Regions from separate parts of the Manis pentadactyla genome. Here region 1 is linked to region 2. A link is a contact called in public Hi-C data. All regions are on one chromosome and are shown on one strand. Each heading gives the region's core, a stretch centred on a gene start, on an enhancer-like site or on the middle of the called end of the contact. The rest is flanking DNA. Distances are from core to core; before and after follow the strand shown.

Region 1 (4,323 bases), core at 1,063-3,562, 140 kb after region 2:
ACCTCAGAGCCATGGATTATTCTCCACACCATTGGGCAAGTGCCCCTCTAGCTTTGCTGAGGAAATGGCCCCACAGGAGTGAATCGTGCTGCAGGACCTGCCCCACTGCCACCGTCCCCCTGCTCTTAGTTCTTTCTTTGCAGCACCTGCCAGTCAACTCCCCATCCTTAACCCAAAATCTCTTCACCCATTTGCTGCTATAAATCCTGTCCAGTCCTTTGAGTCCCATGGGTGGTGGCATTCATAGGGAGTCCAGGGGTATAGATCAGTGCTGGAATGTACTGTTTATCTATTATTTCGGAAAAGAGTGGTGGAGAAAGCAGAAGAGACTGTGGCCTGCAGAGAGACAACCTGCAGGCTGCCACCACCGAGAACACAAACAGACCTTACCTCCAGGTCCTTTCTGGCTTTTTGGCTGTTCCCCCTGTCCTTCACTTCGTCAAGATTCGGAACTGAAAACACCATTTTAAAGGATTTCTCTATTATCTTCAGTTGGGATTCAAATTGCAGTAAGGGATCCACAAAGCTGACAAGGGAAGGTGTGATTCAAACTGAGGTGAGAACAGATGTAACCCAAGAGTGGCTTTTTCTTGGTGTAAGAGAACCTACCGGCAAATGAGGCCCAGCTTCTGGCTTCCCGTAACCCCTGGGCCTTAAGTATTCTCATAAAAATGACAATGCAGTTTTAAATAGAAAGGGATGAATTACTTTGTAAAAATCATCTGTAATTAGTTATTTAGAAATCAGAATATATTTCTCTGTAGACATACCTGCAGAGAGAGTGGTTACATTCCCAGCCGTGCCCAGGAATTGGGCGGTTGAAATATATTCCTGTCACATTTTCTGTAATCCAGGATACTATGTTTCTCACAGTTTAATCTTTCTAATATTGGGATACATTTTCCAGGGGATGGCACAAGAAAGCTGTCCGTCAGCAGCAGAAACTAAGTCAGGACACAGCCGTTATCCCTTTAGGTATATGTGATTTGCATAATAGCCGTTACTTTATGAAATGATTCTTTACTTCATGAAATCATGGTGAGGTAAGAAATCTTGTGCTGTACACAGAATCTACCAGGCAAGAAAGTCTAAATATCTGAAATCAACTGTTTGAAGTGGAATGTCTTGGAAAACATTAGATAATTTTCAAATGTTGGGAAGAGTGATTTGACTTTCTCATTGGTTTTAATGGACTATCAGACTCTGAACAGCTTTTTATCAAAGGCTTCCAGTCGAGTTTTTAGTGGAAGGTATTTAGCTTCTAGGGACACATGATTTGAATTAGGAAAAGCAAAATTAAGATTTTGATGAAGTAGGAAATAGCGTATTTCAATGTACTTTGAAGTTATATTGCCAGTCCTAAAAATGATAAAATGGTCCAGGTCATGAACACACAGTAGGACAGTACCATGTTACTTTAATGTCATGCATAGCTGCTGACAGGCAAAGGATCTTCAGATCTTAAACATGAGGAAGGCTGAGAGTCAGACGTTGGCGATACTAGAGGAGAAAGCCACATGCAGATTTATGGGTCAATGTGAGCAAGTGTCAGCAAGTACACATTTTTTTCGTCTACATGTAATTTGTTTTCAAAAGAGTAGTTATTAAATTATTGATGTGTTTTACAACAAGGGACATCTTAGCATTAAGAATCGCAGTGTTTATGCTCCTGTATTGCAGGATGTGTGACCAGGTGATACAGAAAGGAAGTCAAGAAGAAAGAAAAAGCATTCCTCCCTAAATTGGTGTATGAATTTGTCTTTGTTAACTTTTAAGCTAAATATTTGTTTCAAAGATTAGAATGAAGGAAGAAGTAGAGGTAGACCGAACATACTAAAAATTTCTTGGATGTGTTTCATTTTTTTTCCTATTATGAAGCAATAAGTCTTATATAATCAGTAAACAAAAAAGGCAATGTATATTTTTGCAAGTGTAATTTCAAGAATCTGCTCATGGCTCAGCAATAGCTACCAGCCCCCCTGTGCAGAAGAAGTGGGGGTGAACACAGGAAGAAAGAAGCACAGTCACTGAATTAGGGTAGTGGGGTCCAGAGTGACTTTTTTACTTTTCACAATTGGATGTTTCTCCATTGCATTTTAAAGGTATTCAGTGAGTGGACTAAGGGGGCAGAGCAGTGTATGGTACGTACCTGGAGTTCACGGCCAGGATGATGGCTTGATGATCCAGCAAGTCCGAGTATATGTCCAATAGGCAGCTAGCCATGTGCTCCTGTATGGACCGGGAGAGACGGGGGTCAGCGATGACAGAGAACCACACAGTGGCGTAAGGGCCACGCAGGTCAGTGTCCACCATGGACGCTGCTCCTTATAAATGGTTGCCAGTGAGACCCCATTCAGATTTTCCAATATATTCAAGAAACTGGAGAACCAGAGAAAACCTGGTGCAACAGCTCTCTATTCTTCCGAGCATCCTTACAGGGTCCTTATAAGAGGGGGCAGCAGGGAGCTCACTTGCCTTGCGAGGATGCAGGCCCAGGGCGGCCATCGGACTGTCAGGAAGAACAGCCTCCCAGACGCCGAGTCTGCAGCGCTCTGCACTGCCGAGCCTCTGAACTCTGGGAAGTGTGTGAGCTACCCAGGCCATGGTGTCTTGTGACACCTGCCAGAGACGACTGGGACGGGAGGAGAAACTTCTGATGGGATCTGAGCCGAACCCGCCACCTCCCCACTAGGCATGAGCCCCCTAGCTGGGCGGCCTGGGAGATGGCCCTTTGGGTGCTTTCTGACACCTCTCTGGGCTGTGCTCAGACTGGCGTGGAGGGTCATTCTCATTTCTCTAAAGTGTTTACCTCCGTACCTATCGGTGATTCCTAACAACACAAAACACGACTTGACTTAACCTTAAGGAATCATTCTTTGCCATGTTGCTCATTAGCAGGTTATCACTTATTGTTATGCATTATTATTACTTAGAAAACATAAAACCTTCCACATGGCAGACCACACCGGCTGTAACATGAAACTATAAAGGGGGTTTGTTTATTTAGAAATAAGACATTTCTGTCCTTGTCACCATTTTTATTCAAGTAGTGGGAAACTCACTAGTCCCATTTCTCTGGGCATCGGACCCCATGTAAGCAGGACCCAGTGGGACGGTGCCTCAGTGGGAACTTTCCTCACAGACCACGTCCTAACTGAGCTTCAGTCTTTGGAAACCAGTTTGTAACACTTAAAATCAAAACATTGGTTCTCAACACCGGCAGTGCCCTAAACGGCTGAAAAATGCTGATTTTGATTCCTGGGCCACACTCCCAGAGATTTGGGTTAATAGGTCTGTATTCAAGAGCAGGCAGCAATGTTTTAAAAAAGTTTCTTCCAGGGGATTCTGATGTACAGCCAGGGTTGAGAAGCACTTTTTAAGCGAGCAGTTCCACTCCATCCCAGAGCTCCTCGTGCAGCAGTCAGTTGCTGTTTGTGATCGCTGATTACACAGATCTCTGCTTCCCATCTACTAGCGGCTTCCCTTTGCTTCACGGAGCCAAATTTGCTAGGAGTCCTTCGCCAGTTTGCTGCTCTGTACAGGGTCCTGTAGCATCATGCCTTCTGTGAATGACTTCCAGTGTGTCCCTTCTGGGTTACTGGCATGCTTCACCTGAGCCATAGGTACCACTGGTGTGTATCTAATGTCAAAAGCAATGTACCCAGTGACGAGAAATAAGGATTGTCAGAAACATAAACTGACACTCCAAAGGTATCAGCCTGAAGAGTCATAGGAATGGCCTGGGATTTCACCTGCTTCCCCAGTTAGGGTTTGGGTTCTTATTCAGAGTATGTAACATGCTCACCAGTGTTCCCAGAAATTCTTTGGTACCTCATCTGGGGAGGTCTGATTACCATTCTGGCTTTAACTTCTGTTACATGGACAAGTTCTATTTCATCTCATTTCAATTATTCCTTAATCACTGAGGATCTTATTGGAAACCCACAACAAAATGATGAAATAGACACAATCCTGGAAATCTGTACTTTGTAATAAATGTCATACTGCTGGGCTCTGGGACCAAACTGGTAGGCCTTCAGCTTTCATATTTATTATTTTGGTTCTCTTCTTTAAGCTGCTGTGTGCTTTTTACATATATATCTTATATCATTGACATTTTTGCTCAATATCTGGTTGTCGTTCTTGGTCATAAATAATGCTTCAAGTACTTGTGTGCATAGATGGGAAAACAGGGGGTTTGGCTGGAAGCTCCTTTTAGCTTCTCCTTCCCTGCGGTCACGTTCTTGCTAACCCCTGGGTGCCCGGGACAGGACCTTCCACACTGACTCAAAAGCGTGAAAGTTTTGACCCATCACCGGCCAG
Region 2 (4,149 bases), core at 963-3,462:
TTTATGAGCTGGTGTAGCTGGGACCTTGATCCTTTGAACTTTGGACCCTGTCTGCTGTCACCTACTTTCTCTACCCTCAGCAGAAATGCCAGTTTTTATTCAAAGAATCTAATGTTCTGAAGAGTAGCTGGCCATGAGCCAGGCCCTCTGTGAGGCAGACATTATGTGAATTGAGGGAGTGGTTCTTAGCCTTGCACAGAGGCAAGATTGACCGTAACACAGAACACGGTCCCCAAGGAAAGCCAAGTGGGACAGAGTCCACGGCGAGGCCACGCAGGAAAGGGGGTGGGCATGCTCGTCAGCAGACATGGGAGGTGGGAAGTGTCACGGAGACCTGGGACCCGTCTTCTCAATTTTGTGATTAGGCTTTCTTGACTTTTGCCTTGACCGGGTGGGCTGAACTCAGCTAATTCTGGAAAACCAGGTTCACATCCCACAGAAGATCTTGGCATGTCGGTGGACTCGGCTGCAAGTCCTGCTTTTCCCTCCACAGCCTTGACCAGCCCCAAAGCACAAGGAGTAGCTGAGACCCCAGGGCTCTGGCTCACCTTGGCAGACACGCTCTGAGGGGACAGAGCTCGCTGTATGGCCCTGACGTGACCTCTGTCCTGGCTGCCACTCATCCCAGTGGTATTAGCCTTGAGGAACCAAGAGAGGCTGTATTCACTGAGCCCTGAGCACCAGCAAGTGGGAGAACTAAAGCATCGCCATTTGCCTTAGGCCTCCCTGTTTGCAAGAGGCTGAGCCCGGGGTGGGGGCGGGGAGCACCTTCCTTCACCTGACTCAGATTTGCTGTCGCACCTCCAGGTGTGTCTTTATGGCTTTGCAGTTTGTACCTGGTGGGGTCAGAGCCCCGGGGCACAGACACAAAGTGGGTTTACTGGGCTCTCGCTCTGCCTGGAGACCTCTTTGGAGATGCGGGGTGGGCTGCATATTTCCTGGGCAAAGACACCTGTCCCTTAGAGACTATGGGGAGAAAGAGCAAACTGGGAGTCCACACCGCGAAACACCACACCGTGCTTGCAGATGATGAACTCCCGAGTTGGGGGCAGCCACTTAAAAATGTGCCTAGTCAATACAGGAAACTGGGAGACCTGAGTTCTAGCTCCGCTCCTGCATAAACTTGGAAAATTCTCAATTTTCCTGTGAGATTGTTCCCACATTTGTAAAGTAGAGGTTCTGATAGCTTGTTCCCTTCTAGCTTGAGATACCTGTTTTTATGAACGAATGCCAAGTAATTGGTGCCCAAAATAGATGTGAACTGGAAGACAGCAGAGGGTACTGCAGGCCTGAAGGCCGGGAGGCAGGGCTTTGTGCCAGCTTTTTGTAAACTATAACGTTTGCTATCAACTTAAGGCCCTCTGTAGCTCAAAGGTTGTGCATATCGAGTTCCTTCGTAGAGATGAACCCTAGGCTATTGAACTGGACTTCTGAACACCCTGAAAACTCCATCCCATAGCTGACAGACCAGAAAATATAGGTATCATTTTTGAGAGACAGGGAGACTTGGGTGATTTGAAAATCATGTTATTAATTATGACTTATTTGAGTTTGGAATTTGATCTGTTTATGGTTCTTGTCACCACGCATGCTCTTTGAGTTTGTTATTATATTTCCTGTCGTAACACTTGTGGAGTATTTTGTTATTTCCCACCACAGGGCATGCCCATCTTATCCATAAGGTGGCATCAGAGGTGCGCCTGGAGTCACAGAAAACCCCTCTCACGACCCTTCCTCACGGGCGGCTTCCTCCTGCACCGCACCTTCCTTCGCTTCCGAAATTGCTCTCCAGTCCTGTTGCTTTAAGGCTAACCAAGGGGCTCTTGCAAAGGGGAAGCCCTCACTCTTAAGGAATGCGCTCACCGAGAACATTAACCTCTGCAAAAGCAACTTCTGGAAACACTCCCCGTTAAAGAAAAAGGACCCGGGACACTCACCTTGTTGACGCGGAGCAGATACTCCAACAAATTATCTCCCAATAGCCAAAAGGTATCGAAACTCAAACGCTAGCTCTAAAAGGAAAATACAGGCGCGCTGGCTTGGACCAAGCGCTCCCGTTAAAACCCACCCGCCTTTCCTGGACTCACCGAGGACGCGGGCTGGCAGCGCAGGCCTCCGACTTCCGTGCCCCCCGGCGGGGCTGTGACGCGCTGGAAGGCGGCCTCTGGATTCGAGGGACGCACGCGGACTCCGGCCCTTCGCCCGCCCCCTGCACGTCACGGTTCCGGGCAGAAGCCGAGCGCGGAGGCCGCTCTTCCCGCCGTGGCCGGTAGGCGGCGCCCAGTCTCCCCGAGCCGCGGCCCGCGGGCGCCGGAGTGCCCCTCAGGGAGGCCGGCCAGGAGCTGCGAGCCCCAGGCCGGGGGGCGCTGTCCAGAGCAGAGGGCAGCCCCCCGCGTCCGGGGTTCTGCAGCCAGGGGAGCTGTTAGGGGTCAGAGCTCGCGGGGAGTCGAAGCAGTTCCACCCTTTCGGACCGGGCGGCAGAGGGAGCTGGTGAGACACGTCCGAGCAGGCGGCTCGGGTCCGCCCCGGGGCGCAGCAAGCGAAGGGATGGACGACCGAAGTCTGCAGTGGCATGTCAGGCAGGTACCATCTCTTTTCTTTTTCTTCTCGATTGAGTGCTTGGAAGCCAATCAAAGTTTACAAATTGTATTTAGCTGTTGGGTCTCTTTACTTTGCCATATTCTGTAAGTTCTCCAGACTCAAAGGGCCCAGTCCCAGACTGGCCGAAGTCCCCTGGCTTGATGGATGGTGCTGGAGCTGTCCTGACACAGGCCTTCGATTAGCGTCCTTACTTCCACGGGCTCCCCTGTAATCTGAATGATCTTTCGGAATCATACGTTGGATCATGTCACTCGACGGCACAAAAATGTTTGCTGAAGGGGAAGCGTGGTCAGGGAGGGTTTTTAAAAACAGGAAATTGTGGCATATTTATATACGGTGGAGGATGATCCGGTAGAAGGGGAAAGCGAACAAGCTGGGGGAGGGGTTGGGAGGGGGGCTGTGGGGGTGGCTGAGGGCAGATGGGGGGTGGGGGGCGGGAACTCGCTGACCCTCAATAATGTTTTTATCTGAGAATGGGTGGGAAGGACGCACAGAGGTGGTGGTCAGAGATGATGCAGAATAGTCACCCCGGGGATCCGACTGGGACTTGCGGCAGGAGGGCAGGCATGAGTCGAAGAGCCGTGGGCTAGGGTGGGGGTCTCCTCTCCCTGAGGCCCAGGATGCGGGCAGAGGTGTGACAGAGGCGGAGGGCAGGGTCTTGACCCCAGGTGAAGCCCGCCAGCAGGTACGGGTGGGTGAGGGGCCATAGGCGGGGAGTGCGTGCGAACTGAGCTGGGTGCCAAGGGCACGAGGGAAGAATGGTGGCCGGTGGGGCAGCGGCAGGTGGGAGAGTGTGTGCGTCGGAGTCCAGGGATTCGGAGAGAATCTCGTGTTAGAGGATCAGCAGGAACAGTCCGATGCGGCTGGCGGGGAATGTGCGCTGGGTGAGAAGGCGAGACCAGGGCCCGCGCGCCGCAGGAGCCCCTGCCATGTAAAGCTATTTAAGCTTAGATTTGAATTAATCAACATTAAATAAAATTAAAAATTCATTTCTTCACGGCACTAGCCTACCAACCGCGCATGGAGGGCAAGGAGGAAAGGTTTCCGCAGTGGACGAGGCTCTGCTGCACAGCAGCCATCTGGGGTGAGCACGGCAGGCACAGGAGGGGGTCATCAGGGCCGCCAGGCCAGGGGGCCCAGGGGACATGCCCTGGGGCACGTCTGCTTGGTCTGAAACCGTTGAGGGTGATGACAGGAGTCCTGGGGATGGGAGAGACGACGCGCCAGAGGCCCACTACTGCTCTGTGCAGCTCTGACCTCTCGGGGTGACTGACCCCACCCCAGCTCCAGGCGTGGGCCCCCTGTCACAGGAGGGCCCCATCCCCCAGGCAAATGATGGCTCAGAAGGGAAACTGGATGCACGTCAGGCCACAAGGAGCTGCGAGGAGAGGTTCACTGGAGACTAGGAGATAGAGATACAAGTGTGGAGAGCTTTAGGCACAGACACAGATAGATAAAGATGCAGTCAGTAAAAGGGAAGCTGATGTAACACACAGACGCCTACTTACAATGGAACAACTGGGACAAACATTGTTTCTGTCACATAGT

What was found. A called contact is a pair of places that touch in the nucleus more often than the background predicts.
Region 1: a contact with region 2 is called in a Hi-C map of fibroblasts, with 6 times the contacts expected there. The contact joins the promoter of MROH9 here to the promoter of FMO4 in region 2. A contact is called at or near these places in 2 of 3 Hi-C or Micro-C datasets (fibroblasts and skin fibroblasts).

Annotation. Positions count from the first base shown.
Region 1 is chr19:472,118-476,440 of mManPen7.hap1, forward strand. It overlaps MROH9 (maestro heat like repeat family member 9), which reads right to left and starts at 2,313. Exons shown (of 19, transcript XM_036896841.2): 1 at 2,150-2,313; 2 at 391-526. The coding sequence starts at 2,313.
Region 2 is chr19:328,333-332,481 of mManPen7.hap1, forward strand. It overlaps FMO4 (flavin containing dimethylaniline monoxygenase 4), which reads right to left and starts at 2,213. Exons shown (of 11, transcript XM_036901033.2): 1 at 2,088-2,213; 2 at 1,938-2,012; 3 at 549-638.